3 separate regions of the Mus musculus genome follow, and regions 1 and 2 are each linked to region 3. The links are chromatin contacts, called in public promoter capture Hi-C maps. All regions are on one chromosome and are shown on one strand. Each heading gives the region's core, a stretch centred on a gene start, on an enhancer-like site or on the middle of the called end of the contact. The rest is flanking DNA. Distances are from core to core; before and after follow the strand shown.

Region 1 (4,026 bases), core at 629-3,128, 610 kb before region 3:
ACCTGGACAGAAGACACAGACCTTGTAGTTCTCAAGAACAAAGCAGGTTCTGTCACTTGATGGTTTTCAAAGGGTGAGCAACCTTCATAGCATGTGCTACAGTCTGGCCTGGCCTAGGTGGCATAGGGTAAGAAAACAGGCACTAGGGAGGACCATAACCTTGTCTCGAAGCTGTGGATGGGGAAGTCTGCAAGACCATAGCATGGCGAGCCTATCTCTTACAAACATTCATGGCCTGGTATCTGGCAGCAAAAGGCCAGTGATCTAACATATAAATCCCCCCAAATATTTCAAAAATCCTTATGTAAACTGCCTAACATACTGACTGCACACAGTAAATATCCAATAAATGATAATCACTGTAGGACACTGCTGCCTACAATGTTTAACCTCACACAGTTATGAAACCGAACCCTCAGTGATAAAGCAAGGTTCCTCAGGCAGAAGCGACTCTCCACGGGTGCTCTGCAAACCTTGGAAGAGACGATGTGAAGTTACAGCTTAAACAGGAAATGTCCCCGCAGGCTGGATCTTCAGCTGGAGGCACTGTATTGGGAGGTTGTGGAAATGTGGAAGTGGGGCTTAGTAAAGGAAGTCAAGTCGCTGGAAACATGTCCTCAAGAGATGTATCCTGGCATGTCACTGTGTTGTCACAGTTCCCCTAACCACTTTCTGTCCATGTGAAATGAGTACCACATGTCCCAACTCCAAGGCACTGAATCCTATGCACAGCCAAAATGAAGCTTCTGAAATGGTGAGCCAAAATAAATGCCTCTCCCTTAAGTTGTTTACGTAATATTTTGTCACCGGTACAAAGATAACTACCACAATGAGGTTATATAAAAACATAATTGCCAGGTGGTGGTGGCAGCACAAGCCTTTAATCCCTGCACTCAAGAGAGAGAGAGAGAGAGAGAGAGAGAGAGAGAGATAAAGGACAATCTCTGAGTTTGAGGCCAGCCTTATCTACAGAGTTCCAGGGCAGCCAGGGCTACACAGAAAACTCTCACTGGAAAAACCAAAACCAAAAAAAATCCCCAAAACAAAAACAAACAACATAGTAAGATTATTAATATACTAGCTAGTTTGGGGATTTAGATGGGAGAAATCATATAGCATTATAATGAAGCCATTGATCTACTAAGGTACCAAGTGTGATGTCAGAAATGCTGCACTACTACAGGAAGGGTATAGGATAGAAATCCACACACACAGCTATTGTTGGTGCAGAATGTTTCAAGGATCTACACATAAAATGGGTGGAGCTTTAGCGTCTAAACATTATAATGAAACAGAATGTTGATTATCTCTGTTGTTAAACACAAAGACCTTAACAACCAGAAACAAGCTAAGCATGGTGCCACACACCTTTAATCCCATCACTTGGGAGTTAGAGGTAAGCAGATCTCTGAGTTCAAAGCTAGCTTGGTCTACAGAGTTCCAGGACTTCCAGGAATACACAGAAACTCTATCTCAAAAAACAAAGCAAACAAACAAAAATCAGAAATGGCGGCACAGGCCTCTGGTCCACCTACTAAGTAAGGCAAAGCCGCTTTGAGATCAGGAGTCTGAAGCCAATCTCGGGGACACAGGAAACCCTGTCTCAAAATACATACAAATAAATCTGAAAATAACTTCTACTAATAGAGACTATCACTCGTGCCAAGGCACGCACAGATGTGCTGTAGCAAACACCAACACTGTTTACATTTCTCTGATGTGCAAGGTTTGAAGCTCACTGCAGAGCACTTGCCAAGTATGCAGAAGGCCCTGGGTTAAACCCCAGCAGGGCAAAACAAACATTTCTGTGTGCTGGAAAGAAAGACAGGCAAACAACAGCCGGGTTACACCCCTCTCTTTCCCTGGCTGGAGCAAGCGAGTAACAACAGAACTCTGTGTTGCAGCCTCAGCATCTCTGCAGTGAGGTTAAGGGTGGCACCTAAATACGGGGTTCATTTCTGGAAGTCACTTCCACAGTGTCTGTGGTTACCTCGCACATGCTCAGTAAGCAACAGCTACTGTCTAGCAGTAGTATCCTCACTGGTCGTTCCACTTCATAGAGCTGCTGGACTACACTTGCCAACGCTGTGAGACACAGACACTGCAGTAATATTAAAAGGAACTGAAAGGATCTGAGGGCTGCTCCCGTGAATATTCCAACTCCACACTAAAATACCCAGTCTGTTTCCATGCTGTCCTGAACCAGCTCCGTCATCACACTTGCCACTCCCTGTTTTCTCTGCAGTGAGATGATCACTGTAGGGACAGAAGTTCTGTGCAGAGCATCCAAGGGAACAGCAGCCACTGAGCAGCACAGTAGCCACACTAAAGCCGAGGGAGCCCGCAACAGCAGCCAGCACGGGATACCTCTTCCACGCCAGCCAGCTTCGCCTTTAGCTCTCGGACAGTCGAGTCTCCTTTATACTTCCTCTCGGTGAGCTCTTTATTAGCTGCCTCTAACTCGGACAATCTGCTTTGTAGCTGGTGGATATTCCGTTGATGGAGGGTTTCCAGTTCCTTTTTCTGTTGCTCGTGCTGCTGTTGGCACTGAACTTGGGTCTATTATAGAGCAGTATGTCAAAGGAGAAAGAGCAGAAGTATAAAGATCAGAAAAAACAAAACATCATTTCTTCATCCTAATTTCTTCATCGTTTTCCAATTTCCCTGCTTAGAAGAAGTCTAATTACAGATTTCACGAAAGAGCAGGTAAGGTAAACAAAGGTAATTCCCAACCCTGAGAAGGTGTGATCCAAGGACCAGAACTTCAAAGTCACTCCCTGCTACACAGCAAGACTGAGGCCAGCCTGGGCTACACAATACTCTGTCTTAAAAAATAGCCTAACCAGAGTACAAGTAGACAGTCTTACTTGGAGGGAGCAAAAATATATAAAATCCCCAGTCACAAATATTATTTAATAAAAATGTAAATAAAAAAAAAAAAAAAAAAAAGAGGGGGGCCCAGGCATGCGGGTAAACTCCTTTAATCCTAGCACTCGGAAGGTAGAGGGCAGAGAATCTGAGTTCCAGGACAGCCAGGGTTACACAGAGACCCTGTCTCAAAGGAGGAGGGGAAGTATGCAGCTACACTCACTAGAGCCCTGTGCCACAGATCTCAGTCACTCAGAACTCATCGCTGGAGTGTCATTTACCCAATGGCTCACTCTTGTACCATGTAGTTTTATCTGTATTGTGATGTACAGATTTTTCTGCTATTATTCCCTAAACAACACTCTACAACTGTCTGCATCACATATATATACACACACATACATATATGTATATAGTATACATACATATACTGTATATAGTATATATATGTATAACATATATATATAGTTATAGTATTGGACATTGTAAATAACCTAGAGATGGTCCAAAGTATAGATGTGCACAAGTTATATGTAAATAGTATGCCACTTTGAATAAGGGACATTTGAGCCTCTGTATACTTCAGTATCTTGAAAGAGTCTCTGCACTCGGGAGGCAGGGGCAGGTAGATTTCTAAGTTCGAGGCCAGCCTGGTCTACAAAGTGAGTTCCAGGACAGCCAGGGCTATACAGAGAAACCCTGTCTCGAAAAACAAAAACAAAAACAAAAAACAAACAAAAAAAAGTCTCTGGAATTATTCGTTGTAGATACTAAGTGATATCAGTACCTGACAAAAAATTATATTTAGAATATATAAATAATTCCTAAAAATAGCAATAGGGATAATTTAACAATGAGCATGTTGAATGGGCATTAAATAATCACACTGGTTAGCATGCACACAAAAAAATTTCACTTTCATGTGGGAGGATTATAATCCCAGAACAGCAGTGTAAACCTCCACTGGAAAACAGGCAGTTCCTGCTAAAGCTACACACATGCCTATATTAGAACCCAGTCATTTCAGCAGTAAATTGTGCCCAAGACAGAGATTGTATACCAGCACAAAAAGAAATGGAGTAGGTTGCTCATATCAGTTTAATATATAACAACAAAATATCACAAATAATTCAAAGGCTAGCCAATAGGAAAACAAAT
Region 2 (4,181 bases), core at 1,252-3,751, 850 kb before region 3:
CAGTCCTTATCAAAGAAGCTTCTATTTGCAGTAGGTGGTGATTAATAAGGACCCACAACTGCCTAGTCTACAGAGAGTAAAAGATGGTGGCATTCTCAGCACTAAATGGGACATCTATATCATAACCCCTTTCCCCCAAGATCTGGAATATAACAAAGACTGTAAGAGCCACAGGTAGTGGACAGTCCTCGTGAAAATAGTATCTGCCAGACATAACAGAGCTACTGCACACATAAGCTCACAGGGTTTGTGACTGCATGCACGGGACAAACATTTGTTTTTAAACAAATTAGCTGTGAATATCTGGAGATCAGAAAAACTCATAAGAAATCTGTACCTCTGACTTCTTCTAAATAATCCAGCCATCAGGTAACACTAAGCCTATATTCCCACATGGCCAGTGCTGAAGAGGTGCCCTCCTGGGCCAGGCAGAGGGCCTCTGCTCCTCTAAAAGGGCCACACACATTATGTGTCCAGGCTCTATAAAGGAGATTCTCTGTCTCGCCCTACATTCAGGACCCACCCAGCATTTATGATAACTCTATTCCTTACTAAATTCTTCACAGGTTTGACAATTTATAATTTAGAAAAAAAAAATACTACAAGTATACATTATAAAATTATATAACGATTGAGACATACATTAAGTTGATGGCACACCTTTAGTCCTGTCACTTGGGAGGCAGAAACAGATGGGTCTCTGCAAGCTCAGGACACCCAGGGCTACATAGCAACACCTCTCAATAAATTAATCAAAGAAAGAAAGAAAGAAAGAAAGAAAGAAAGAAAGAAAGAAAGAAAGAAAGAAAGAGAGAGAAAGAGAAGGAGGGAGGGGAGGAGGGGAGGGGAAGAAGAAAGAGAGAGGGAAAGAAAGAAAGAAAGAAAGAAAGAAAGAAAGAAAGAAAGAAAGAAGAAAAGAAAAAAAGAAGTGCATTAAATTGCTCACACAAGAATTAGATTTGGCTCCTCTTTTCAAGCACTGTCATGTTTCCCTTTTTTTACTTTTGTTTTAAAACACCTACAATTTGCAATGTCCGTGTAAATGTCCTCAACCACTATCCTCTATGACCACGACATTAAACTGTACGGTATTTCTGTGTTTGAATTGGTCCTCTGTTTTTAAATTGCACTTGCCTCGGCATGCCGTAGAGGTCAGAGGACAGCTAGCAGAAGTCAGTTCTCTCCTTCCATCATGTACAACCTAAGGGTTGCACTCTGGTCATCAGGTTCTCTGAACATCTCCCCTACCTTGATCCATTTACCCATTATCACCTGTCAGGGACCACTGTTGTGACCCAGAGCAAATTATTTATTCTCACTCTCACTTAGGCTTCTTATTTTTGGAGGCAGTACCAGTTTAAAAAAAAAAAAAAAAAAAAAAAAAAAAACTACTTTGTAAGAATTAAATAAAACACCTAACCAGGCACACACTATTAATCATAGTAGTCAGAAGGCAGAGGCAAGCAGATCTCTGTAAGTTTGAGACCAACCTGTTCTATAGAGAAAGTTCCAGGACAGCTAAGGCTACTTAATGAGATCCTAAGCCAGGGCTCCGGATAAAATAGCCTTCTTTCCTTGGAATCTTGCCTAGTTGTACCAACCTGAAGTAAGTGTTCTTTTCTTAGAAATGTACTATTAGCTAATAGAAACTTGTATCACATTTTCCTCCACCATTGCAGACTTACATACCTGTAGCTGAACTGAAAGTTTAAAGTTTAGCTATGTTAGGAGAAATTCCAGAAAGCACATTTGTTAGTTGAAATTTTCCCTTTGACCTTAGACATTATGGAAAGAAAAAAGGAAAGGAAAGAAAAGCGAGGGAGAGGGAGAGGGAGAGGGAGAGGGAGAGGGAGAGGGAGAGGGAGAGAAGAGAAGAGAAGAGAAGAGAAGAGCGAGACGAGACGAGACGAGAAGAGGAGGAAGAGAAGAGAAAAGAGAAGAGAAGAGAAGAGAAGAGAAGAGAAGAGAAGAGAAGAGAAGAGAAGAGAAGAGAAGAGAAAAAAAGGAAAGGAAAGAAAAGAAAGGAGAAGAGAAGAGGCTGCTGGACATGCACAGACATAAGAACACACACACACACACACACACACACACACACACACACACACGAGTAACTCGCACATGGGCAAACTATGACATTAGGTTTCAATGCAAAAGTCAAGTTTCCGTTGTTCAATTTTTCTTATGGAGCACAAATTAAAGTCAATACTTTTCGGGCCCTCATGCTCGTCTGTCCTTACAACTACCCCATTTTGGGGATTAGGGCTCTTTAGTCAAAGTCACGAGGCATATTGGGAAACTAAATCGCTAGACAGATCAAGACAACCCTGCCGGCGAGCGCAGCCCTCCTCCAGCCTCCTGACTGCCAGACCACGCAAGGTGCCTGCTCTCGCCGCCGTCGCCCAGCTAGCTCTGATTTTTATAAGCTTTACCAAGAGTCTTGACACAGAAAACTAAACAGAACGGGCTCTTACCTTGAGCAGCAGAGGCAGCCTGAGCAACTTCCGGCTTGGCTCCGGCGGGTACCGCGGAGCTGCAACTAGGCGGAGCCAGCTTACTGGGAAACCGGCAGGGAAGGCTGGCGACCCAAGCTGCCCTACCTGGTTTCCGAGCCCGGGATGGGCTTTAGGACTGCACATGTGAAACTAGAAGGGTTCTGTTTCTAAAAAATAAAAACGCTCTGCGTGTTTTTAACTCACTAGCTACTGTTGCACTGAGCAAATTACACTTTCCTTGGTTTTCTCTACCAGCCTATTTGAATGCATACCTGTTGCCTGTGACTCAAAGACAAAGGCACCTGCTCCTCCTGCCTGAGCGAGGTAGCCATATTCAGCAAATAAGTAGGATACCCAGTTCCACTGCAATTTCAGTTAGCAGTGTGAGTACTGAAGTACGCAGTACCACAGGCATGCTGATGGCTTGGTTTGGTTTGCTTTTTAATGACTGGCTAAATATAGAATTGAAGTTCACCGTGAGAATTTACAGGACCACCTCCGCCCCCTTTGTTTTTGTTTTGAGACCGGGTTTCTCTGTGCAGCAGCCTTAGCTGTGCCTCTGCCGCCTTCTGGGTTAAATGGGTGGACCACCACTCCCAGCTTTAGTCCTTCTCCCCACCCCACCCTTTTTTTTTTTTTTTTTTTTTTTTTCTTAAATCTAGCAGCACTCCACATACTATTTAGTTACCTACAAAATTTTGTAAAGAAATCGTAGCGCACAGTTTTGTTTTGTTTTGTTTTTGGTGGGGGGGGTGTGAGACACTGTTTCTCTGTGTAGCCTTGGCTGTTCTAGAACTAGCTGTGTAGACCAGTCGGGTCTCAAACTCACAGGGATCCTCCTGCCTCTGCCTCCACATTGCCAGGATTAAAGGTCTGCACTACCACCACCCAAAGTGCACAAATTATAAAAGTTGAAAGGACTCTTTCGAGATTTCTTTTTGTAAAGTACAACTTGAAATGCGTGTGGCTGTGGCTTCCCATTGTCTCTTTTTAGTCTGTGCCTTGCATTATTTTGCAAAAGAACATGTTCAGTGCTAGGGAAAAAAATCTATATCTGAAAAATGTTAACCACGTCGTCCTAACTTGGGAGGACGTGTGGGTTGGGGGAAGGATCGTGAGGCAGGCTTTGACCTGTGGTTACCCATTGCGCAACACCAGTAAATTCTTTAGATCCATTTGAAAAGAAGAGATAGGAAAGAACACCCACCTCTGAACGGCCTAGGAAGAACTGTTAACATTTAACAAACGCCCCACCCTCAACCCCACCCGCCCCACCCCCGCAGCAGCCACCGCCCCAGAAAATTAAAAGGGGGGCTTTAAGTAATGAGAGCCCAAATCTTGTTTCCAACCTAAAGCAGCTTGGGGCATTAAAACTTTTCAACTAAGTCAACTGATTTTTTCAGCTCAAAACCACAGACTTGGGGTTCAACTAGGACCCCTATAAGCCATGGTTGGCCACCTATCCTCCATAATCCAATTTTAAAAGCCTAACTAAAAAAAGAAAAATAAAAGGAGAGATTTATTTCATGTGGTTGACTACCATGAGGAAGGAAGAAAAATGAAGTCTGGACACACACATACTACACACACGCACACACATACACTACACACACACACACACACACACACACACACACACGTGTCTGTCTTCTCAGTTTAAGGTTATTGTTCAAATAGAAGAAAATACAC
Region 3 (3,970 bases), core at 703-3,202:
AACGAAAATGCCTTTAACGCTGATTGGCCTTTATGCTGTCCAGGGCTAAGGATTAAAAAATAGCATGGCCACAGTCAGAAGGGAGAAGATCTTCAAGAGCAGATCTACCTTATATCGTAACAAATCTAGGAAACTGATAAAGCTGAAATTAAATTTCTTTAATGCCTTTCAAAACTATTCAATAACAGGTAATATGGGTTCCTCCCTATCTATGCCAGCTAAGCAACTTCGGATTTACAACAGTGCAAGATGGAATACAGAATTTATTTCCAAAGGCAGGATAAAAACCACATAGGCTCAAATTGCAGGTGACCTTAATGAGAAGGCTGGAAATCCATTGCTGAAACTTGATTATTTTGATATACCATCCCCACCATCATACTTAAATAAAGCAGTCTTCAAGGGGGAAAAAATCAATTGCAATAGCTATTTTGCCTTAAACGACCTCGTCTGCAGTCAGTTCTGGCTTCCTCAGCAATGCAGTAGGGTAGAATTGAAAAACTGCTCTGAACAACAACAACAGAGTAGCCTTTAAAAAGTAAATGCTACTAATTGAGAATATTTGCTTACATGACAATAATGGTCCAAGAAAGGCAAAGACAAAAGAGACATGTTTGTCCTAGAACTTATAGAATCAAGCCGTTTGTTACCAGCAGTTTTTAAAGAGGAACATTAAAAAAAAATCAAGATCTATTTTCAAAAATCTAAATTACAGAATAAATCCTTCCTACCCACAAAGTTCCAAGAACGAGGGCAAAACAAGCAGAGGTCCCAAATGGAAAGATAAAATCAATGAAAGAGAATTTCACAGTTGCCTCACCTCTAGTGCAGAAGATTGCAGCGGGGCCAGCGGGTTTATTTGCAGCTTGGTTAGCATAAATCGAAAGGAGAGTCTCCTTTGCTTGCCTCTTTTCCACCCCTTTCCTAAACCGGGCTTCCAACCTCTCTGCCCGTCCAATTGATAACCTAGGAAATGCGCCGCCTGCAAAGTGAGTGCCTGGAGCAGGGGACAGTTCCTGAGTGGCCACCCCTCCCTCGCTTTGGGTGACGCTCCACTTCCTGTTAGGCAAAAAGGCTTTCCCAAGAAGCTCGGTTTTGTAGTTTCCAAGCCACCTCCCCAAACCAGACCCCCTTTCCGGGTTTCCCCTTCTAGGTAATAACTTTTAATCATTCACGTGATCGGCCAGCTGACCTTGTCTAAACAATCCCCTAGAAAGATGCTGGAGAGTGTCTCTCTAGCCAGCCCAGGCCCACAAGGCTCATCCCCAGCCTCCCACCCAACAGGCTTGTATCTGCACCTCCTGAAATGGACCATAGTGACAGCTACTGTCTTGGGGGTGACAAGGATGCTAAAGGAACCTGTCTGCGGTTGCCTTCAGGGCTACAACCGAATGAGGTTGCAGGGGAGAAACAGCAAGAAGCGGACCTCAAGGCCATAGTCTATGGCCCTCTTCCTAAAGGACGTTTTAAAATACCTTTAAGTGTTTCTTTTGCAAAGCACTCAACGATCGCGTCCCGCGTGACGGTTTCCGCGGGTGGGGGTGGACTCCCTTAGCGTTGACCTCGGGAAGCCATTCTCGCACATCCCGTGCAGTGGCGGCGCAGCACGTGGCCGCCTGGGCTTTTCAGTGATGCTGCCTAAGGCACAGCGGGGATTTGAGGTCCTTTAGGGGGTTAATGCTGAAGGAGCAGGAGCGGGCTGCACTGCATCCGGGGACGATAGTGATGGGCGATCTGGGTGGGTGACAGCGGGCCCTGAACCAGTCAGCCACGTCTGCAGAGAGCCAGCAGGGGTATCTTTCGTGAGTTCAGGAGATAGGACCCCTAGCTCAGCTAGAGATAGATCCCCAAGCTTTCAGCTCGGACTTTCCGCAGCCCCCAAGCCCCGCCTCCTCCCCGTAAGCCCCTCCCCTGCCGGAGTCCCCGCCCCCGCCTCCCGCTTTCCCGTCCCAGGACGCGTTGCGCGGCCCGGGCCGGAAGTCCTCGAATTCCCGGGTGTGTGTCTGTGTCTGTGTCTCGCGGCGGTGCCGCGGCGGTCAAGCGCTTTGGGGTCCGCGTTTGAAGCGTCACCGCTGTCACTGCCGCCACCATACCGAGTCACTTCTAGAGGGACGGAGACCCGGCCCTTCGCCGGGTGGAGAAGATGTTGCCCCTGTCCATCAAGGATGATGAATACAAACCACCCAAGTTCAATCTGTTCGGCAAGATCTCAGGCTGGTTTAGGTGCGGGGTGCTGTGATTGCTGGGAGGGGGCTGCCCGGGATGCTGAGACAAAGCTGGGTGCTAAGGATGGCCTGAGGTCCAGCATGGGAGCGTCACCCTCCTGCTGTGGTGGAACGAGCATGCGGACTGGGTGGGTTTTGAGGGGTCCCCGCAACCCCCTTGGCTCCTGCTTGCTTCTGATCACCTGTATCGTGCCCAGGTCCATCCTGTCGGACAAGACATCCCGGAACCTGTTTTTCTTCCTGTGCCTGAACCTCTCTTTCGCTTTTGTGGAACTACTCTACGGCATCTGGAGCAACTGGTAACCAAAGGGGAAGATGATTGGGGCGGAAGCAGAGGGTGAGGGAGACAAGCCACTATTTGCTTAGTGCCACGTAGCTCCTTACCGGCAGGTTCACGTCTTACCTTTGCCACTACCACTTTTGCTGAGTTGCTCTCAGCGTACTCTCACCAAAAGGGAAGGGCTGCAGTTCTAAGATCGGGGACTCTCATTTCCTGCAACTCCATTAAACAGAACTGACAAACAGGCCCCCTCCTCATATTTTTTTTTTACTTTTTTATTTGGCAGATGCAATGAATCTCTTTAACAGCTTGCCTTAGCTATGCCTCAGGAAAAATGAGAGGATCCTGTTAGCTAACCTACCTGTGGGTGTGGCTTTTTTTTTTTTTTTTTTTTTTTTTTTTGGATTTCACTCCTAAGATTCTGAGAGAGAAAGATCTGAATGGCCCTGTTAAATTTATGATTGCCTTTGAATGACTTTTGAAGAGGTTTGTGAAGAGACCGTTGGCAAAGCATATGCCATTCTCTTTTCCAGTGAAACTGTCTTAGGATTTTCCTTGTATCTTTACTGCAGTAGAAAATCCCATACAGTTTTCTGAGAATGCCATTTTGACTTGAAGGCTTTGGTGTCACCTTTGGGCTTTTTTGTTTGTTTGTTTTTGTTTTATGGTGTCAAGATTTGGGTCGAAGAGAGTCCGGTGTCGCTAAGGAAGTAAAGTCACTGGAATTTAAGTATTTGCTGTGGGATAACTTCTGGGCTTGTGAAACTGCTCTGCAAATAACAGAATGAGCACACTTCTGAAGTGTGCTAACTCCATTTCTAGATTTTATTCCCTTCTAAGAATCGATAAAAGAGGGGCAGAAGTTGAGAGTGCTCACTGCTCTTGCAGAGGATCAGGATTTCGTTCTCAGCACCATATCTGGTGGCTCACAACTGCCTGTAACTCCAGCTTCAAGGGTCTGACATTCTTTTCTCCACCTCACAGGCACATGCACACATGTGACAGACACAGAAAAACAGAGACGTACAGACAGACACACACATGCAGGGATAAAAACAAAATGTTAAAGAAAGAGACTCTATTAGAAGATGGGGGATATAACTCTCCCAGGATCTTTAGGCGAGTTACATAGGATTGTAGATTAACCTGTGCCATTTATGGTCTATTTTTGTTACTTCTAGTAAACTAACTTGGCCTCTGTCTTTTAAAATCCATTTTCAGAGGGGTAAAAGATCATAGTCTTTGGACTCTAACTCTGCTGTATTTGAGCAAAGTAATTGTTTCAATCAAGTTATCATGGCATCTGTTCTCTGGCGTACACCTTTGATCCCAGCAATTGGGTAGCAGAGGCAGGAGGATCTCTGTGAGTTCGAGGCCAGCCTGGTCTATCTGTTCCAGGACAGCCAGGACTAAGAGATCCCTGTCTCAAAAAAGAAACAAGCAACAACAAAAGCCCCCAAACAAA

The links. Promoter capture Hi-C pulls out the DNA fragments that hold promoters and counts their contacts. Capture Hi-C pulls out chosen DNA fragments and counts their contacts.
Region 1: a promoter capture Hi-C map of second pharyngeal arch cranial neural crest shows a contact between it and region 3. The contact joins the promoter of Trmt13 here to the promoter of Slc30a7 in region 3. A contact is called at or near these places in 9 of 39 promoter capture datasets (cranial neural crest, hematopoietic stem and progenitor cells, hippocampal neurons and 5 more), 8 of 115 datasets of contacts at active chromatin or transcription factors (bone marrow-derived dendritic cells, bone marrow-derived macrophages, embryonic hindbrain and 5 more) and 1 of 9 other capture datasets (adipose tissue).
Region 2: a promoter capture Hi-C map of adipose tissue shows a contact between it and region 3, with 4 times the contacts expected there. The contact joins the promoter of Frrs1 here to the promoter of Slc30a7 in region 3. A contact is called at or near these places in 9 of 39 promoter capture datasets (the 3T3-L1 cell line, HPC-7-derived erythroid cells, the SN4741 cell line and 5 more), 1 of 484 Hi-C or Micro-C datasets (macrophages), 12 of 115 datasets of contacts at active chromatin or transcription factors (the 230-238 cell line, T-cell acute lymphoblastic leukemia, bone marrow-derived dendritic cells and 8 more) and 4 of 9 other capture datasets (adipose tissue, liver, macrophages and 1 more).

The regions. Positions count from the first base shown.
Region 1 is chr3:116,612,439-116,616,464 of GRCm38.p6, reverse strand. Trmt13 (tRNA methyltransferase 13) reads left to right here and starts at 1,878. Exons shown (of 12, transcript NM_030016.3): 1 at 1,878-2,706. It overlaps Sass6 (SAS-6 centriolar assembly protein), which reads right to left. Exons shown (of 17, transcript NM_028349.3): 8 at 2,368-2,559.
Region 2 is chr3:116,860,000-116,864,180 of GRCm38.p6, reverse strand. It overlaps Frrs1 (ferric-chelate reductase 1), which reads right to left and starts at 2,501. Exons shown (of 17, transcript NM_009146.3): 1 at 2,472-2,501.
Region 3 is chr3:116,005,388-116,009,357 of GRCm38.p6, reverse strand. It overlaps Slc30a7 (solute carrier family 30 (zinc transporter), member 7), which reads left to right and starts at 1,952. Exons shown (of 11, transcript NM_023214.7): 1 at 1,952-2,223; 2 at 2,423-2,524. The coding sequence starts at 2,144. Extl2 (exostosin-like glycosyltransferase 2) reads right to left here and starts at 1,061. Exons shown (of 5, transcript NM_001163514.1): 1 at 821-1,061.